Regions from separate parts of the Mus musculus genome. Here region 2 is linked to region 1. Evidence: chromatin contacts called from public promoter capture Hi-C data. All regions are on one chromosome and are shown on one strand. Each heading gives the region's core, a stretch centred on a gene start, on an enhancer-like site or on the middle of the called end of the contact. The rest is flanking DNA. Distances are from core to core; before and after follow the strand shown. Region 1 holds the start of Pik3c2g (phosphatidylinositol-4-phosphate 3-kinase catalytic subunit type 2 gamma). Region 2 overlaps Plekha5 (pleckstrin homology domain containing, family A member 5).

Region 1 (2,846 bases), core at 101-2,600:
TTCAGCTCTTGTGTACAGGCTCTGAGAGATGATCTACCAGTATGCCTTTTTTTTTAGGCCAGCCGGGAGCCAGGGAGCATATCTGTATCCTGAGAGCTCTAGAGACAGGCCTGTTGCAACTGCTTAGTGCTTACACATAACCGGATAGAACCAGCAATACTTTACCTATTGTCAGACAAGCCTGTCCTAGAGAGAATCTCAGGACAAGGAGAGTTTGAAGCAGTTGAGGTAACTGTTTCCATATGGACAACAAGCAGGCATAGCCCTCCCCTCATACTTGTGTTATCAAATCTGCTTGCAATAGATGAGGGAACTTGAGAATTTATTTTCAACAACTTGCTTGATGTCCAGAGATTTCTTTTACACAAAAACTGTTTGTGTAAGCAAGAGGGTTAGTCAAAGAAGACACAACCTGCATAGCCTCAACAGCACAGAGTTCTAGACAGGACTGGGACATATTGCAAACTGTTGTTTTCCAATCAGAGGGTATTGATTTTGCAAAGCCACAAGGAAAACTGTGGCGGAGGACACACAGGAGCTGATGAGACAGAGGAGGTGCAAAGCTCAGAAGGAGAAAGCTGAAGCAAATGAAGGAGCAAACAATATGTCAACAGCAAGCTGCCCTTGGTGCTGAGTTATTGAGTAAAAACCACCTACACAGTTTCAAACACCCTAGGAGAGTTAGTGTCTTCAGATGTTGACAGCAATACAATGTGCAAGAAAATGGAGATCTGAGATATGATATATTTAAGGGAAGAAAATTGACCTAGAACCTAAAAGGATAATTAAAACTTCCCACCTTGTCATGGCTAGGGAAGACATGTTATTTATAAACTCCTGGGGAATGACTTTTGGGCAATCAAAATGACTGATACATCAATGTAAGTACAGCTAGGAAGATGCAAGCTCCTCTTCTGTTAGCAATAGCAGTTGTATAGATTTTGAAGCTACACAAATAGAGGGTTTGTATTGTCTCATGTTTTGGCAAATGTGAGAATAAGGCCTGTATCTGGTAATGGTCTTCCCTCAGGGAAAAGCCCTAGAGCAAAAGAGGATAAGAAAAGGTGTGTGTGTGTGTGTGTGTGTGTGTGTGTGTGTGTGTGTGTGTGTGCAAGTGTGCACATGTATGTGTGTCCCTTCACATAAATCCACCAGGGGCCAAGATAATAACAGTTAATCTTCACTTTCTGAAGTCCCCACTTTCACCACCACAGTCATATCAACTTTATACCCATACAATAAATAACTCACAGTAGGAAATACATTTTAATAGATGAACTCTGAGGTCGTATCAGACACAAAACACACATGCAAATCACAGCCATGACCACTAAATACATTCATGTGTTTCTAGACAACTTAGATGCTTAGATATTTTAACTGTGCTTCCATACGGCTGCCCTCTCTGACACTGTTGATGCAACTGAGATTCATTTAGTGGGGGAAATAGAGACTTTACCATTTTGAAGCCTTTAATAATCGTGAATGATCCTATTTGTTGTTGTTATCCTCAGCTTATTATTTTATGTGATATCAGATAAAACTGCCAAATGGTCTTAGAATCCCTCATATCCATGACAGTTAATATTCTCTGAAGTGAAAAATTAGACCTGAACTTATCATGGTGAATTTATGCAGTGAACAAGTCCCTATGCTTTATCTCCCTGCCTACGCATTCAGAGTCACAGTTTTCCCTTAAATAGGACATAAAACGCACTACAAATAGGACACATATCAGTAGCAATGAGAATTGTTAATATCTAGAAGGCAGGGCTGGGGGCCATGAGACGGTTCAGCAGTTGCTGCCAAGGCTGAGGGCCTGAGTTCAATCCCTGTGACTTACAGGGTAGAAAGAGAGAACAGACTAGCACAAGTTGTCCTCTGACTTCCACACACTTGCTGTGGTGTGCATGCACGCATTCATGTGTATACACATATACATGATCAACAAATAAATGCAATTAAAATATTATTTTCAAAAAGAGCAAAATCCATATCACTTGGGAGATAAGCTGATATCAGGGTAAATGTTGCAAGAAGTAAGCTGGGATATACCATAATTCTGTGAGTGAAGAATGTAATGAAGGATTAAAGGGTGCTCTTTAACTGAAATAGATTCTTCCCCATTTTGAGGCACAACTGTAACAATAGAAAATGAGTTACATATGCCAGATATGTTTAAATCCATGGGTTGATAACGATAAATATATGTAATTAGTTAACTGTCATTGAAAACTCTAATATTTTAAGACCTCACATGTTTTTATATCTCTTTTTTTTCCTCTTTCTCTCACTCTTCTAAAATCCGTATCTCAGGCTGGCCTTGAACTCATGGCAATCCTATTGCCTCTGCTTTTCAAGCTCTGAAACTATAAGTAGGAGCTACCACAACAGGGCAAAGTTGGAATGTGAAATAAAAATGCTGACCCACAGGCAACTGCAAGCAAAAGTTCGTGGTAGACTTGGAAGACATGATAAGATGTCAGCATGTATACAGACATGTGCATAAGGGTGTCACAAGACTCCAGAGAGAGGGCTGTTACACTGTCTCATTGGACTGTAACAATGGGATGCAGGAATGTGGGCTTGCCTCCTATTCCTTGCTTTGGATACAGGTCTTGATTTTCTTTTAAATGAACAGGTGCCCAAGAAAACCTCAGTCGCCCCTTAGAAGAGGGAGGAGGCATGAGAAGGAAATGAAGGAGGCAAGGCATCTTGTGTAGATTAGATCTCAACAGAGACATGACTCTAATGACCCCATGCTTTCAGATGTGGGACAGGTTAGTCAGTTCAGGGCAGTTCTTTAAATTACATTGAAAATTGTATGTAAATATTTTTAAAATGTT
Region 2 (2,731 bases), core at 115-2,614, 850 kb before region 1:
TTTATGACACAGCACATTTTTATTGTTTCACTATGGAAACCAAGGCCAGGCTGCACTTCACAGGGCCCCGCTCTCCAGCTGTGTATTAGGTACTGAGTTTCTTTCTTGACCTGGCCAGGGCTCAATAATCCCTGAATATACCTGTATTTAACTCAATGACAGGACACATCTCTGGTTTCAGCTTTTTCTGTTGTATTTAACCAGAGAACAATGAATTGTGAACAAAGTGTAACACAGAGATAGGAGCCACACCCATCTTTCTGTGCACACTCCATCCCAAGCCCGTGGAGTGCCAGCAGCACCCTCCCCACACTTTCCTAAAAGGCACACAGCACACGATGAGATGGTAACTTGGGCAGTAGACAGCTCTTAGGGTTGAAGGTGAGTGTTCACAATTTTTAAAACCCAACCATGACACACCACGTCACACAAAGCACGTCACAACCTGAGTTGCTGTAAGGAAGGTTCTGCTGGTTTGCAAAGCTTGCATCCCCACAGTCGGCCCATCAAGGCAGGCCTGCCATTAGTCACACATAAGCTGATGATGGGCACTGCTCGAGTCAGAGGCATTGATGATGGAACAAACGCCCACCACAGCAAAGGCAAAATCCATACTTTCTGAGAAGTCACTAATTATTACTTTCTGAGTTAAACATGCACCTGCAAGTTACAATGGATGAAAGCACACTAGCACCATTTGGCACAGGTCTGATTGTTCCCCACTGCCAACTGAAATGTACCATGGAGGCAACAACGGAGGCATGGCAGAGTTCGGGCTCAGTGACTGCTGAGTGCTTTCAAAAGACGACATTATCAAACACCACCAAAAGTTAAGTGCAAAGCTTCTTCCTTAGGGCCACCGAATGATAATCGTTCTCTAAGTAGTCAACAGAGACCAACTAACCAGCTAATGAATAGCTGGTCCCTGAGAGCCAATGCTTCTCTTCTGGTGCTGGACGAAGGCTGGGCCTCTCTACACTTGTGCTCTTCAGTCCCTGTATCGCCATGAAGTCTCCTTCTGTCAAACTGGACTGTGGGTGAGTTTTCAGGCTTCACTCATGGAGAACAAATCACTTTGCATCTGAGGAATTATTCCTGAGCTGCAATGGCTATGTGTATTCATTTTACACTTTGAAAATCTGTGAGAAAATAATTGTCTCAAACTCAAATTTCATGTAGGTGGGGAAAAAAAAATCGCTGCTATAGCAACTGTAGGTTCTGTTTATGGGAATGAAAGGTGAAAAATTTACATTTCTAACACTTAAAAATTAAATATCTGATTTGTGATGGCTGAGAATGCACTGGGCCTCTCAGCAGACAATGCATGGTGCTGTGTACATGGTCGGGCGGATCACTGGGAGTCACACATCTCACTTGAGGCTACAGCAGGCCTACTCTTCTTCTGCCTCATGTTCCTTGGAGTCAGTCACGGAACACAGCAGCTTCCAACAGCGACTTTGCATTTCTGAGGTCTTATTGCTAATGCGAAGCATTCCTGTGGAAGGGCTGGTGCTAGCATCAGTCTCGCTTCATCCTTACTTGTGCCTGGCTCCAAGAAAGGAGCATACTTTTCTGTGAAGACCATTTTCTTCTTCTAATGGGTAGGGGCTGAAAACCCCTGGGGAAACAGGAAGTTTAGTAAATGTGACAAACTGCTATGAGCTAGAGAGGAAATCAGCAGCCACCTTGGCTATAATTTTCTCCTTCTTTTGCCCAGGTACAAAGAGCCCTGCAAGATGCAGGGAAGAACAACGGACCAGCACTCAACCCCAAAGCCTGCGGCCCATTCAACATGTCTACAGATGCCACGCCTCGAGAACACCACCTGAGAGAATGGTGGTTGGTGTGCGGGGCTTCTAGAGGGTCTGTGTTCATGACCCACAGCACTGGGAAGGAACTGTGCCTCACACACCTGCATGTGCTAGTGAGCCACGGTGGCCTGTTTGGTCTTGAGCAGTTATGGTCTGGTTCCTAGTTACGGGTTTCATCTGCACTGCTGTAGTTGCAGAACAATTTCCTTTGTGGTGATGCAGGAGGAATGGGGCCAAGCACGCACTTACAACGAGCTCTGCTACTAAGTGACGCTCCAAGGCCTGAGCAACCTCCCATTTTTCATCGACCAAACTTCTAGAAGTGACCATTGGAATCTGCCTAGTGGCTGTTTTCTGAACACTGCATTGTGTTACTTGGGTGTAACTTGCCTCGTATGATCTGCAAATATGTTCCCCAAGACTATTTTCTTTCTCTTCTCTTTTTCTAAAGGTCTTATTTTTATTTATATGGGTAATTTGTCAGCATCTGCATCTGCACACCAGAAGAGGGCGTCAGATCCTAAGGGGTTATAGTTACAGTCAGTTCTGAGTTTCCAGGTGGGTGCTAAGAATTGAACTCAGGACTCCTGGAAGAAGAGCCAGTGCTCTTAACTGCTGAGCCATCTCTCCAGCCCTCTCTTTTACAATGTAAAACACCATTAATTTTGACAATTTCAACTTATTTTTCCTATGTCTGCACTATACTTTGGGTATCATTTCTTTTTCCATTAATTTCATAGCTTTAGTTTTCATTATAGGACTTTACAAATTGTTTATTTCATCCCTTCAGTTCATCTCTGCCCTCGTTCTTCCATCTGTCCATTTTCAGTAGCTTCCTTTCCACTTCCATACACATCTTTTCCAAACACATCTTGTTCCTCTCACATAGTCTCCTATAAAGTTTCATGGTCTATTTTGGC

The links. Promoter capture Hi-C pulls out the DNA fragments that hold promoters and counts their contacts.
Region 2: a contact with region 1 is called in a promoter capture Hi-C map of hippocampal neurons, with 6 times the contacts expected there. The contact joins the enhancer-like site here to the promoter of Pik3c2g in region 1. A contact is called at or near these places in 8 of 39 promoter capture datasets (the 3T3-L1 cell line, 3T3-L1-derived adipocytes, cranial neural crest and 5 more) and 1 of 9 other capture datasets (embryonic stem cells).

The regions. Positions count from the first base shown.
Region 1 is chr6:139,612,576-139,615,421 of GRCm38.p6, reverse strand. It overlaps Pik3c2g (phosphatidylinositol-4-phosphate 3-kinase catalytic subunit type 2 gamma), which reads right to left and starts at 1,350. Exons shown (of 34, transcript NM_207683.3): 1 at 1,339-1,350.
Region 2 is chr6:140,463,699-140,466,429 of GRCm38.p6, reverse strand. All of the region lies in intron 3 of Plekha5 (pleckstrin homology domain containing, family A member 5), which reads right to left. Among named protein-coding and RNA genes, the nearest start is that of Plekha5, 41 kb to the right of the region's middle. Within about 2 kb of position 1,364, at least 70 of the 459 cell types and tissues checked have an H3K27ac peak or open chromatin away from gene starts, as enhancers often do. A contact at or near this core is called in hippocampal neurons, where this site is marked.